Linked DNA regions of Mus musculus: all the other regions are linked to region 1. The links are chromatin contacts, called in public HiChIP or PLAC-seq and promoter capture Hi-C maps. All regions are on one chromosome and are shown on one strand. The core of a region is the stretch at or near the end of the contact, and the rest is flanking DNA. Distances in the headings are between cores, read along the strand shown. Region 1 holds the start of A830005F24Rik (RIKEN cDNA A830005F24 gene). Region 2 holds the start of Iars (isoleucine-tRNA synthetase). Region 3 has its middle 50 kb from the start of Gm52039. Region 4 holds the start of Rnf144b (ring finger protein 144B). Region 5 holds the start of A930002C04Rik (RIKEN cDNA A930002C04 gene).

The links. Promoter capture Hi-C pulls out the DNA fragments that hold promoters and counts their contacts. HiChIP or PLAC-seq counts read pairs in DNA pulled down with a chosen protein or histone mark.
Region 2: a contact with region 1 is called in a promoter capture Hi-C map of pre-B cells, with 4 times the contacts expected there. The contact joins the promoter of Iars here to the promoter of A830005F24Rik in region 1. A contact is called at or near these places in 3 of 39 promoter capture datasets (liver and pre-B cells), 2 of 115 datasets of contacts at active chromatin or transcription factors (bone marrow-derived macrophages and thymic regulatory T cells) and 1 of 9 other capture datasets (liver).
Region 3: a contact with region 1 is called in an H3K4me3 HiChIP or PLAC-seq map of bone marrow-derived macrophages, with 6 times the contacts expected there. The contact joins the enhancer-like site here to the promoter of A830005F24Rik in region 1. A contact is called at or near these places in 11 of 39 promoter capture datasets (the 3T3-L1 cell line, cranial neural crest, embryonic stem cells and 6 more), 1 of 115 datasets of contacts at active chromatin or transcription factors (bone marrow-derived macrophages) and 3 of 9 other capture datasets (adipose tissue, embryonic stem cells and liver).
Region 4: a promoter capture Hi-C map of liver shows a contact between it and region 1, with 3 times the contacts expected there. The contact joins the promoter of Rnf144b here to the promoter of A830005F24Rik in region 1. A contact is called at or near these places in 4 of 39 promoter capture datasets (cranial neural crest, hippocampal neurons and liver) and 2 of 115 datasets of contacts at active chromatin or transcription factors (SST interneurons and embryonic stem cells).
Region 5: a promoter capture Hi-C map of hippocampal neurons shows a contact between it and region 1, with 11 times the contacts expected there. The contact joins the promoter of A930002C04Rik here to the promoter of A830005F24Rik in region 1. A contact is called at or near these places in 9 of 39 promoter capture datasets (the 3T3-L1 cell line, 3T3-L1-derived adipocytes, the C10 cell line and 5 more), 1 of 115 datasets of contacts at active chromatin or transcription factors (VIP interneurons) and 2 of 9 other capture datasets (embryonic stem cells and liver).

Annotation. Positions count from the first base shown.
Region 1 is chr13:48,512,192-48,514,891 of GRCm38.p6, forward strand. It overlaps A830005F24Rik (RIKEN cDNA A830005F24 gene), which reads left to right and starts at 1,379. Exons shown (of 2, transcript NR_165458.1): 1 at 1,379-1,438; 2 at 1,943-2,648. Zfp169 (zinc finger protein 169) reads right to left here and starts at 1,245. Exons shown (of 5, transcript NM_026450.3): 1 at 1,104-1,245.
Region 2 is chr13:49,680,764-49,683,463 of GRCm38.p6, forward strand. It overlaps Iars (isoleucine-tRNA synthetase), which reads left to right and starts at 1,367. Exons shown (of 34, transcript NM_172015.3): 1 at 1,367-1,440.
Region 3 is chr13:47,286,466-47,289,165 of GRCm38.p6, forward strand. No RefSeq gene overlaps it. Among named protein-coding and RNA genes, the nearest start is that of Gm52039, 50 kb to the left of the region's middle. Within about 2 kb of position 1,401, at least 7 of the 459 cell types and tissues checked have an H3K27ac peak or open chromatin away from gene starts, as enhancers often do. A contact at or near this core is called in bone marrow-derived macrophages, where this site is marked.
Region 4 is chr13:47,192,616-47,195,315 of GRCm38.p6, forward strand. It overlaps Rnf144b (ring finger protein 144B), which reads left to right and starts at 1,388. Exons shown (of 8, transcript NM_001170643.1): 1 at 1,388-1,505.
Region 5 is chr13:47,147,369-47,150,068 of GRCm38.p6, forward strand. It overlaps A930002C04Rik (RIKEN cDNA A930002C04 gene), which reads right to left and starts at 1,302. Exons shown (of 3, transcript NR_126083.1): 1 at 1,098-1,302; 2 at 130-245. It also overlaps a transcript of Rnf144b not described here.

The sequences.
Region 1 (2,700 bases), core at 129-2,628:
CAGACAATAGGGCAACTGTACATACAAGCTCACTGCAGTTACAACACCATGCACAAGACCCGTGCAAGCCCAAACCAGAACAAATCTCAGCACAGAGACAAGAGTTCGGCACCAAATACCTAGTACCAAGCTACGGCAATTACTAGCTGCTGGGAGAGGAGGAGAAGGGTTTCTCTAAGAGTATATAGCCCGAGGTAAGCCAATAACAATCCAATGAAATATTCAAGAATATTGAATTCAGCATAAGTTAGTCTTAAAGGGTTTTGAAACAAAAAAGAAAGATAGGTCACAAAGATAGGTGGACTGGGGACAGAATTTTCAGTGGTGAATATAATCAAAATGAGTTGTATATATAGATCAGAGAACTAAAGAGAAAAGGAGAAACCAGGCTACACCGCCAGAAATTCAGGGAGCCAACAAGCCCTGGGTCATGGGGGAAATGTCTCTTCCCATTACATCACTCCAGGCTCTTGGAAGATCCCAGAGCTCAAGGGAGCCACACAAGGTCATTAGCCCACAATGTGTAAAAAGGCCACCCCCACTCCCCCCTACACACATATACACACAGGCACGCACGCGCACACACATACACACCACACACACAAGCCTTGTCACACACCAAGACTCCAAACTTCAAGACTAGCTCTAGTCTCTTGGTCTTTGCCGTTGCATTCAGCCAGGCAATTCTGTATGTTTTCCCCGCAAGGCAAGCGACCAAGCTGTATTTCCAAATTCATGATGAGTGCAGCTCCCCAAGACTTCTGTCCTCACCAATTCAGACATTTGTTCCTGTGGAGGATGGCTCTGATCCCTCACAAACCTCAACAGAGAGCGGGGGTGGAAAGGTGACATCTAGATGCCCCAGGTCCAATCTCCCTGACCTGGCACTAACACAGGGGACACACCTACAGCGTCATAGCCTGGGAAGCAGGCCAGACTGACCTGTAGCTTGTTTAGGACAAGATAGTGGACCCCTAACCCCGTTCTCACATGGCCCCCTCCCCATCCCAGGGTCTTCACCGAGACCCTCCTCCGGGATGGGCAGAGAAGCTGATTCCACTCCCAAAGACTCCACGCATCGAGGATGGAGCAGCGGCAGACACCTGAACCTTGTGGGTGGCCCACGCCAGCTCTCCGGACTCTTCCCCGCCTGGAGGGATCTGCAAGAGCCGAGGACGTCTGCACTTTCGCTCACCAGAACCGCAGTAGAATCGTCCACAGGCACAGGTGACGACTGCAGGATGCGGAAGTACACCGACCGGGGTGACGCGCGCGCACTTCACTACCCACGCAGCGCTAGAGATGGGGGAACTACAATACCCAGAATGCCGCGTACTGCAGGACACCCCATGCTGACTTGGCTGCAACCCGAAGCTTCAGACTATAGGAGGGGCTCCCTAGCACTGCCGGACTCTTTCATTGACTGCAAGACAACAGGGTAAGATCTTAGAGAAACAGAAAAAAAGCAGAAAAGCCAAACCGAAGTAATCTTTGCGTACTTCTAAGGAAGCTCATTAATCAATTCTTTTAAAAAAGATGTGCTATCTAGATGCCTTCCTCCTGCCAATTCAATCTTGGTTGGTTTTTTGTTTGTTTGTTTGTTTTGTTTTTTTTCTTTTTTACGTGCCTGTGAGTCGTGTGTTTTAAACTGCAGCATGTGTGGATACTGTGGGTGTTGTTTCTTGAAAATAATACTTTTTTTAAAAAATGATTACAAAAAGACAAGGGCAAACTAAGTTTGAAGATATTCATAGTGTAATGTTTTAAACTATTTTGCTCATACAAAAAAACACTTCTTGGTTGTAACAGAAAGACAAAAATCTTTGCGAAAAGACTAGGAATTTGAGCGGAACTCAATTTAATTGAATTTGAATTTTCAATTGTATTTCTAGTATTTGACGTGAGCAGTATTTTCAAATTATTTCCCATTTGCTTCTTAAAGTGAGGTGGCAAACAGCAGAAGTCAACAGGGACCAGATTCAGTCTTCCACATAAAACAAGCTTTAAAAGGACAACATGGACTAAGAAACCGATGGGGAAGCACTGCACACAGAAACAATGGAGGAATATCAGTGATGTGGACAATAAACGAAGTGAGCAGCGAACTCCCCTGGTGAGAAACCGTTCTGGCACAGAACAGAGAAGGGAGACCCGAGCAAGACCTGGAGGTCAACCTGAGACGAAGCCGGGGCCCTGGGGAAACCAAGGCAGCTTCAGTTCAAAGGACAGTACGAAGGACCAGAGAAATCCACAGAGGTTCAGTGGCTCCTTCCTCGGGCGTTCACCGAACACTGACAGCACGCGACACACAGCTGTGCCATCCCAGGGAAAAGTCCCGGGAAAAATGTCAGTGGGAATAAAGGGGGTGAGGAACAACACCTCTTCCTATGAGGCCATAAAGCCTTCAGAGTTGTACATAATACCTGGAAATGGTTTCATCTTGATAGGAAGACAAGATGGGGCCCCCGAGCCTTTCTTGTTTCACCTAGGAAAATGCAAAACTAAGCCTAGAAAAGATCAAATTGTTTACAAGTAACTTCATTTTATTTTTTTTTAAGTTTGAGCATACTTAGGATACACGCCACACTTGATAAGGCAAAAAACATGGAATGTCAAGTTTTCAATTAAAAGATGTCATGCCAGTAAAATGGGTCTATATTGTTCAGATAAAGAAAAAATAAAATCAGTAAGAATAATACT
Region 2 (2,700 bases), core at 117-2,616, 1.2 Mb after region 1:
ACCTATGGGTACATAAGTTTCTTTCACTTTGTGCAGGGACCTTTGTTCTATTTCTGCACGCTGATCAGAGGATAAACATGAGGTGAACCAATTGGCAATTTAAAGAATGCAAAGCTTAAAAACTCCAAATATTTCTGGTTAATAAGGATACTCATAATTAAGAAAGCAAGAAGCACAGGCAAACACTGCATCTAATTTTCGACACCATAGGGCCTAGAACTGTTGAATAAAACACTCAACAGTTATCAAAATGTTCTAAAACTCGCCGAGATTTCTACTTCATTTAGGCCAAATCCGTTTTTTTGTTTTTGTTTTTCTGTCATTAATAAAATAGGCACTTATTTACCTAATTAACGCTGTCAATTTATCAAGGCCAAAACTTACTTTCACAGACTGGTGTCAACGTTCTCATTTGTTCTAGGCCGGATCCGAAGGGTACTAAGTAGATATGTAATGATACATAAGCAAAATTTTGAAATGAAAAGAACCATTGCAATGACATTCAATAAAGGGTTCAGATTATTGTCAGACCCTCTTCCCTTCTCTTGCCATTTACCACATGGTTAGTAGTCTCCAGGTTAATATGTACTGTTCCCAAAATAATTGTGGGAGTCACTTGTCAGAAGTTTCATATGTAGCATAAATTTTAGATGCCATCACAGCTGGGAATCTAACTCAGTTGGCAGTGTGTGGCTATGGTGCACAAATGGCCGGCTTATCCACCGCACCATATAAAAACAGGCGTGATGGAACATTTCTGTAACTCCCATTGTGGAGGCAGAAAGTTCTGCAGTTCAAGGTCATTCCTTAGCTGCTTAGGAGTTCCGGAGCCAGCAGGAGATACAAGAGACCCTGAGTCTAAACTAATTTTATATGGCGTCAAATGTCCAGATCTCAAATATACTCACATATATTTAATAATATTCACATATATTGACATATATTTAAGAATACTGGGGTTGGAGAGATGGCTCGGAGGTTAGGAGTACTGGCTGCTCTTCCAGAGGTCTCCAGTTCAACCCCAAGCTTTCACCATTCTGGCTTACAACGAATACATGCAGGCAGGAGACTGTGTACAAATAAACAAACCCTTTTAAAAAAGAGAGAGAGAGAGAGTACTGACATATGGACCCAGGACGAAAGGGTGTCTCTCGTTCATAGGCCAAGACTTAGAAGGCAAAAACTTTGCCACATTGAGTAGCCACTGACTTGCCGGGTTAGGGCTCTGGAGCGTCTTCTCCTTCCTTTGCAGGGACGCTCCCATCCTGCTCTGCAGTTATGCACGGACCAATCGCCACACGTGTTGTTTGTAGGTGTTGGATGGCACACGCTGATTGGGCGCCGCGGAGGGGTTGAGCCTGGCACTGTCAGTATTGCATCACCTCCAGACGCGGAACGTGGTCGCAGGCTGCAACCTGAGCGAGCTCTCCGGGTTCCCAGGTAAGCCGCACCCTCTTGTCCTTCTGGGCCGCAGAGTGAGGCCCGCCCGTGTAACAACCTCCAGACAGCACGAGGCGGTGAAAAAGGAGCACGCTGCTTCTCACTGTGAGTGAGCTGCGGGCACAAAGCTATTTCCAGAGAGCTTTCGTGGAGGGAGAGTAACATTGCAGAACTCAGAGCTGCCCGCAGATTCTGGCCTGACTCGTTGGGTGGAGGACTGAGATCCTTAGAAGTACCCCCTTCACTTAGTGGGACCTTGGTGGCTTATGAGCAGGGAGTTGTGAGAATGCAGCGTGACATAGTATCCGAGAGAAGATCGGAATCTGATTGAGGTCACTGCCAAGTTAGGTGTTTTAAAAGAACTAACCTAGGAGTCTTTCTGGAGTCTGGGCTTCTCCCAACTGTGCTGGGATTCGCGTGTACTTATCTCTCGGTACCAAGGTAGGTAGGTTATGCGCTGCACGCTTGTCCTGGGCTCACAGAATCTGCTAATGCAGTTTAAGCTCACTGTTGGCGGCCCTACAGAACAAACTATTGGGGTTTGGAGGTGTGAAGAGATAACTTATCCGGGTCTCCTATAGGCTTGGACTGAAGGTGGGCAGAGATTATACTCCAAGGTTTATATAAATCTATCCTGTCTGGACAGAAGATGAGGGGGTCGTTGTTGTCATTTTGGCTTGGGACGTGTGCGTGATGAATATGTGAGAGAATAACTTCGTTTTCAACCTCATGAATTTGTTCTCTTTTTTACTGTGTTAGAGAAATAAGCCGAAATCATTGAGAAACTCACAGAATGCAAACTAGTGTATCTGAGACTTGCTCTTTTGTTTCTCAGTGTATAGGTAGAAAGTATAGAGTTGGTCTTCTCTAACTACTAGTTCTGCATCTGGGCTTTCAACCAGCCAGTGCTCATGCTATGTGGTTAGGTCTGTAGTAGTGACATGTACTGTACGTGTACAAACGTAATGTCTTGGTCATTATTTCCTAAGCAATATAGTATAGCAATTGTGTATCTAGGATTTAAATGTATTAGGTAGGATAAGTAAAGATTAGTTAAAATACACCGGCAGATGCATGTAAATTATAGGCTAATACTATGTTTATAAGAGAATTAAGCATCCTTGTATTTGGGTGTTCCAACAGATCCTGAATCCAGTACCCCGTGGATGTGGAGGGGCGTTTCTGTTTGACTGGCTTGTGTTTTGTTGTTGTTGTTGTTGATGATGATGATGTCTTAGTCACTTGTTCCTCTGAAGAGAC
Region 3 (2,700 bases), core at 151-2,650, 1.2 Mb before region 1:
GCTTCCTGCTGTGTCCTTTATTAAGGATGACCCGATGCGTTGCATGTCTTATTTCTGATTTGTAGAATTTCTGAAGAAGTCATTCCCAGATAAGAGATGTAACTTGGAGGACTGTGTGTGAGGTGTGGGATGCGGTGCCCTCAAGAGCCATGGCTACCCTCTCCATTTTCATTGGAAAGCATTTTATGTAGATTTTAAGAAGTATTTAGAGGTGGCACTTCCCCAAATGCCTCCACCCTCCCCCAAGAAGATGGGTGGCCCTCCCTGGTAGCTGTTTGTAATTCTTTCCTTTTTAGTCTCCTGTAAACCAGACTAGCCTCAAACTTGTTATGTAGCTAAGACCGGCCTTGAACTCCTGATCCTCCCATGTCTCTATCTAGAGCTAGAATTACATGTGGATGGTACCACACAGTTCTTGTTAGTAATTTTCTTTCTTTCTTTCTTTCTTTCTTTCTTTCTTTCTTTCTTTCTTTCTCTCTCTCTCTTTCTTTTTTCCTTTTTAAGATTTATTTATTTATTTATTTATATCTTTATTTATGTCTTTAGACATACCAGAAGAGGGTGTCAGATCCCATTACAGATGGTTGTGAGCCACCATGCAGTTGCTGGGATTTGAACTCAGTCAATGCTCTTAAGCAGTCAGTGCTCTTAACCACTGAGCCATCTCTCCAGCCCCAATATTTTTCTATCCCAGCTTCTGTCTTCTTTACTTCTATACTTCACTCTTGGGACAAAAAAGAAGACTGAGCTCAATAGTCTTGTCTTGGAGCAAATGATCTCTCCAATTGCCTTGTGCTCTCCCTACAAAGGGTACCTGTTGGTTCTACTGAGTCAGGAGGGCATAGCTGCTGGACAGTGAGCTACACAGCAACCCTGTAAGAGGGTCCAAGGGGAGGAGCCAGTGTTGCTAAGCATGGTAAGCATGGGGGAGGATGGAGAACAGCTTTAAACCTGCTACAGAGACAGGGGCCTAAGGTAATCTGACATCAAGAATGTGGTTTCGAGCTGGGTGTGGTGGCTTACATCTGTGATTCTAGCGTTCAGGAAGCTAAGGTAGGAGGAGTATTCTGAGTTTGAAGCCAGCATGGGCTCAGTCCAGCCTGAGCCACAGAGTAAGACACTGTGCCAAGGACCCAAACATAAACATAACAGGGATTAATCACTAGATTTCTTTGCTCCCTAAAGCCCACTTTCTCTCCCTAGTTCAGGGATTTTCAGATATTTAAGGTCTAAAGTTGAATCTGGGACAAGTGGAAGTTACAATGAGACTTGTTCGGCATAGGATACCATCTGGGTTGTGCATTTAAAAGCATCTGGGAGAGAGTACTAAGGAACTGAGTCAGCCATCTCTTCTCTTCTTCTTTCCATGCCTACCAGCAGGTCACAGGGCTACTGCTACCCACAACTTCCCTGTGTCCCTGTGGGCGTTTCCATGGCAGTGATGTTCTGTTCTTTACTGTCTTTTCCCAGAGCTGTAGAATACCACACGAGATATTCTAAGGGGTTGGTCTGGGCTGCTGGGAGACTCTTCACCATCTTTCTTTGGTTTGTTTCACTGGGAGTTCCCAAGAGGAAAGGTAATATGTTCCTTGGGATTGTCTGTCAGAGGCTGCAACTGAGTCAGGCACGGTCAGCTGACCAGGGAGCCGGGAGGGCAACACTGTGGGATCTAGATTGAGCATGTCTGACCTTCCCTTGTGTGGGTGCGGAGAGAAAGGGAGATGGAGCACGCAATCGTCTCATGCCTTGGAACAGCTCTTCCTTTACAGATGTGCTCTGATCTCAGAGGGAAATGGGTGCAGACGGCAGTTAATGAACACCCCACCGCAGCTACAAAAGTGGTTTGAATGCAGGATGGCACGTGGCTCCCACAGGATCCACTCGATCCCCTCGGGGGTGACTAGATGAAATTCTGCTTCTCATTAACAGTTGAGGAAAAAGAGTCGCTTAAGGTCAAAAAGGCTTGAGAAGTTGGGAAGTTGCCTTGGAGCAACATGACGTTAAATCAGACAGTTGACGGTGAGTGATATGTCATTAGGTTATTGGTTTATTTTCAGTCACTCTTTCTGCATCTCTGTGAGAATAATGATACCAATGAGGGTAAGTCTGAGACCCTGTCTGTGGAGCACTGGCTCTCCTGAGACATACTGTAAGCATCCCTGTGCAGCGGTTCCACTAGAACAGTGTTTTGCTGCCATCTGCTGCTTGGTTGGAGTACTGGAGACAACCAGGCAGACTGGTGAGTGTAAGTGAGGAAGGCGGGTGAGATTTTCCACAAACTGGGGAGTCTGTGGGTTGTGTTTATTGTGAGGAGTTTCTAAAAATATTTTGCTTTACCAATTATCCTCTTCCACAAATTTCTTAGCATTGGAAAGAAAATGGTGTATAAGTTCACAGCATGGTGTGTTATTAATTATATGAGTGGCTTGCATATTAAGAGGGCTATGGGGATAGAACATATTTTGATCTTGTAAGAAGATGGCTTCTAATCTTAAAATGGAATCAGGTGGGTCCATTACTCCCAACGGCTGGAAAGAAAGAAGAAAGAAGAGATTTTTCTGGGTGGGTATACGGGGAAAGATTTAGATGATGAAGATAGAGGAATGGAATTGGGAGATGATAGGTATTCGAAAAACACATCTCCTCGTTTCTTAGTAGTTTGTTGGCTTGTAAGTAGACAGATACAAAACAAAACAAAAC
Region 4 (2,700 bases), core at 138-2,637, 1.3 Mb before region 1:
AACCAATTTTGATCCTATCACAGGTGTGGTCTCGCCCAGCCCCTAAATACCCTCTTTAAACTCATTTGTTTGGGTTAAAATAACTAGGACTTTGCAAGCTCAAATGTCTTCTGGTTGTATGATTTTAGGTTCCTTTTTTTGTGTTTTGTTTTTCAAGATAGGCTTTCTTTGTGTAGCCCTGGCTGTCTTAGAATTCACCCTGTAGATCAGGTTGGCCTCGAATTCAGAGATCTGCCTCCCTGAGTGCTGGGATTAAAGGCAAGTACCACTCAGACCTTTAGGTCCCTATTGTGTATTCTACTGTCTGCAGTCCCTCTCTTCCCCTCTAGCTTTACATATAGGGGCATGCGCATGCGCACGGTGTTCTGAACTGGGCTTTCCCAGCAGCTGAGAGGTGGACTGCTTCCTTACAGCACCCGTTTACCTGTCCCAGGAAGCATCTGTGAGCCCCATTCCCTTCAGGAAGTACATCCTGACCTTAGCTGCTAAAGGAAAGGAAGGTTGCAGAAAGCCCACAGAAAAATCCCTGTGCCAGAGATCTTTCAAAACTGCAATGTTCAACAGGTTTGGGCTTGTTCTTGTGACCTGTAGGGGCTGGCAGTGAGAGTGAGGGTTTGCCATTTATTAAAAACACAGTAATAATTAAGCATCCGCTGTCATGGCGGCTTGCTACTCCTGTTTTCTGGAATAGCTGTTGGATTTCCATTAAGTGAAAATATAACTAGTTACCTTACATGTGCTTCTCACGTCTTTTATTGACAAAGCACTTGAAGTGAAATCACTGTAAGTATACTAAGGCTTCTAACTTGATTTGCCCACATCAGATGCACTTGGACAGCTAAAGTACACACTTGAGTTGAGGTGGGTCGCGCGGAGGGTGATGGTGGTGGGGGTAGGAAGGGTTTGAGGGAGGTGAGCAGGCAAGTCAAGGGCTGTTAAAAGAAGAAGAGGAAAGGTGGCCTGTGAAGACACACAGAGACTGCAAGAGCTGCAGGCCAAGCAAGGTGAAGCTTGCGGGTGAGCAGGAGGAAGCGCAGTGGGGGGTGCTGCTCACACCCGGCGCAGGATTCCTGGGGCAACGCCAGGTCCCCGACCTGAGAGCCACTGCTCTGCGCTCTGCCTGCATGGGATCGGACAGGGTTAAGGCCATCACCTGCAGTCGAAGTGCGACCCAGATGGGAAGTAGGAAGTGCGGCGCCGAGCTTCCTGTATAAATAAACGCTCTGGCTGCTGCGCGCCCCGAGCTGCTGGCTGGTTCTGCAAGGTTCCTGCCTGTCAAGACAAGGAGGCGGAGAGGGACTCCTCCTCTTCCCGAGCTGTAGGTCTGGGCGTGGAGTCCTGTGGCAATCCTGCAAAAGTGTAAAGCTGTCAGCCGGGCGGAGCACTCAGGGAGAGGGAAGAGAATGAGAGAGCCCTTCCTCCGCGGTGTGCCCGCTGCCCCGGCTGGCCCAGGCTGGACCTGCTAGAGAGACGCCAAGCAGCCTGAGGACTTCAGCTCCAGCCAGGTAGGTCTAGAAGGGGTGCTAGTGCGCAGGATACAGGCGCTGCAAGCCAAGAAGGCTGCTAGCTAAAATACGGAGAGGGACGGGACCGAGGCTACCCGGTGGTTATGGCTAAATTCTATTTCCAGGGCTTAAGCCATGCAGAACTGCATGCATTCCAATGCTTCAAACACCTGTTAACTTTATTTATTTTTAAAATAAGTGCTTTTGAAAAGGTCGAAACAAATCAGTTTACTTTCTAATAGAGTGATCTCTATAGACCTTATCATAAACTGCATATCGGATCAGTCCTCTGGTGTGTCTCCGGGAGAGACAGTTGGCTGTCTACCTTCTGTTATTTGGAAATGCACAGTAGTATGTTGACACACAAAGCTATGAATAATACGTTACGTTAACCGTGGATTCTGGGCTATACGTTATGGTGATTATTTTTTATCAGGTAATTGCTGATAAGAGAGAGAGAGGCTCTGCCCTGTTTTCAAGTTGATGTTAGAATGAAACTGATCCCGTTTTTTCACCCAGGAAGGGTATCTTGGCGAGCTCCTCCCAGGGCCCTTTCCGGGGATTCTGCTGTTAATCTTACACACACACCCCTTGCCGAATTCTCAGAAGACAGTTCTCTGTATGTTTCCACTGGTTTCTTTCTTCGCACTTTCAGCCCCAGCGACCTTATCAAAACCCGAGCTGGAACCCTTACCACGGGGCTTCTGGCTAGGCACTTCTGTCGGTTTTAGCGCAGGAGGTATGGCCTGAAGGACATGGTCCTCAGCATTTCTGAAGCAGCGGCTGAGGGGTGTCTCTGCCCAGAAGCAAAATAAATGAACTTTGAGATGACTCAGTTTTTAGGGTGTGGGCAAGAGGCAAAAGGAGCCCAGCCAGCCTTCACGGGGCTGTTGGCAGTTAAAGTATCTGCCGCAGCTTCCCCTGAGGTGAGTCTCTAGCTCTCTGCTTCCATTCACAGATGATCCCTCGCTGGGTCCCTCCTCCTCCTCACTGGCTCTTTGTAAACCTCACTCCTTTTCCTCATGGGCATCATACCCTTAAGTGTTTCCGAAACTACCTTGAACTGAAAGAGAGGGAGAAAAAAAAGGGAAAGAAATCTAAAGCAGACCCACAAACCCACTTGGAGATAGCTGTGTAATGAAGTGCAAAGCTACCAGTTTCTCCACCCCACAGCCTGCCCTTGGGCACCGCGGTT
Region 5 (2,700 bases), core at 52-2,551, 1.4 Mb before region 1:
TGACTGTGATCCAGGATGGTGTAAAAATGGGGTCAGTGAGCCGAGCACACACAGGCCTCAGCTTCTGACTATGGATGTGATGTGTTGAGGTCCCTTCTCCCAGGACTTCCCCCAAATGATGGACTGCACCTGGAATTATACCCTTCCTCCCGTAAGTTGCTTTGGTCTACATGGGTGTCTTGTCCGCACACCACTCGAATGCCTGGTGCCCTCGGAGGTCAGAGGCGGCGATGGGTTCCCTGAAGCTGTAATTAATAAAAGTAAATGGAGCAAGTAAAGGCAAACTTTGCTTTTAAAGTTAGTGTGTGCGTGGCGGGGTAAGGAGAGGGAGAGAGGGAGGCTCATGTGCACAAATATGGAGGTGAAATAATTGCAGCCATAGTTCTTTATCCCTTGGGTTCCAGGAATAAGTTAAGCCCCGCCCTGACCCCTCCTCCAAATAGAACCCAGGGCCTCACCCACGCTATGGAAGTCTTCTAACACATATTCCAGCCGTGCTCATAGCACCTCACCCAACCCACACAAAACACTTTATATTTTGGAGGCATAGCTTTGCTGTCCTGGAACTTATGATGTAGACCAAGCTGGCTCAAACTCACAGAGATCCGCCTGCCTCTCGCTCCAGAGTGCCAGCACTAAAGGTGTGTGCCTGGCCCCGACAGGTGACATTTTATGATTCATTTGCAAAGGAAATACCATGACACAGCCAGCAGCAGTACTGAACAGTGTACCAAGTTTGAACTAGGAGGTAAGTTTAGGGGTGATGGAGGTGGCAGTTTTGAGAGAATAGGGATTGGTCCTTCCAAGGATAGGAATTTTAGGACAGAGAATAAAATGTGTTGGGCCTAATGTGGCCAGGCCTTCAGAAAATGAAGGTGCTAGCTCAGATTGATCCACACGGTGAAGAATGCAGAGGTTTGGGGTGGGGTGGGGGTGGGGCTGAAAGAGTGTCACCAGACACCTCCCACCCCAGCTGGATGCTGTGTTGTCAGGATCTAAGGCTGCAGGGATCAGGGTCAGCAACGGCAGGGCTGAAAGTGACAAGAGAAGCAGGGCTTGGTGACAAGGACAAACGAAGCCAGAGAGGACCAGCTTACCTTCTGCCCCTACGCAGTAAGATCGGTCAGCTTAAACTGTAAATCGGATGACTTCTTGTTCCACGTTACAGTCTCGTCTTGAAATTAAACATGGTCTCTCGCACTCTAGAAGGAATTGATTCTTGCTTATCTCTCTAATTCCCTTCCCTACAGTTCCACTCCACCTCTTTCTTCCTGAGTCCCAGCCACTGGTCACGTGTATACCAGGGCCTATGCGGCCTCTCCCTCCCTCTTCTTCACGGGGTTGGTTGGCTTTAATTCTGTAGGAGTTTAGCTGTAGCTGCTTTTGCAGGCAGGCTTTTTCCGATGACTCTACCTAGAGTTCTGCTTATTTTCTTAACCACCTCCACAGTCTATAGTTAGCGCGCTCGCGCTCACACCCACGAAAGGATGAATGAGCGAGCAAATGAGAAGATAACACTTACGCCCCTCCCCCTCCTCCTCTCTTTGCAGAATGGTGTAGCTTACTCATTTATTCAAAGTAGTATTGCTTATAGAATAACTTCTGATTACAAAGCAGCCTCTCTGAGCCAACAAGCAAGATATAAGCACCCAAGGAAGAAAACGAAGACCAGTGAAACTCAACAGCCCAGAGAAAATCAGAACTAAGGTCACTTCACTGATTACAGATTGTAAAAATTGTTCATAGCCATTGGGGTCCTATACGGTCATTTAATAAGTGTTTCTATTACGTATTTAAATCAGGTTAGGTATTAGTGTGCTCAGTCATCAGTTCCTTTTCTAATGGTCTATTTGGCTTTTATCTATGTGACTGTATTTGTGCGCGCACACAAGTGTGCAGGTGCCCAGGGAGGGAGGCCAGGAGAGGGCATTGGATCCCCTGGAACTGGAGTCATGAGTGGTTCTGAGCCATCTGGTGGGAATGCTTAGTCCTCTGTGAGAGCAAGTGTTCTTAACCTCCAAGCCATTTTCCCAGCCTCCACATCTTCCGTTTCCTTAAGGCTTAAGACGTACCCAGCTGTTATCTGCAGTGGCTCTTTGGTGCAGTACCTCCCTAGAACAGCTTACTTCTGTTCTGTAGCTCCTGTCATCCCTTCCTTCTATCCCTTCCTCCTTGCTGAACTGTTTCAGTGAATAGGAAAAATATGTAACTATACAAGGTCTATACCAAAAATAAACGCGCGATTACACCCAGATTACAGTACACTAGCCCTTTCCTAGCTGACGCTTTTCTATTTTGCGGCACACGGGTATCAATACCAACCCAATCACCTTCATTCTGCTTCCATAGAGTTGTTTTGTTGTTGTTGTTGTTGTTTCGAGACAGGGTTTCTCTGTGTAGCTCTGGCTGTCCTGGAACTCACTCTGTAGACCAGGCTGGCCTCAAACTCAGAAATCTGCCTGCCTCTGCCTCCCGAGTTCTGGGATTAAAGGCGTGCGCCACCATGCCCGGCCCACAGAGTTTTATAGTGCGAGGATGGACCGGTTCATTATTCATAGAGCTCACTGGAAAGTTTTGAAAGCTGCCTCTTCATTTTAAAAAGCAATTGAGAGCAATTATTTGTCTTTTCCAAACCTAAAGCAAGTGGCTTGTCCCTCAGAAGGCCTTTGGGTACAGCGGAGTCTGGATGCCTCTAGAAGT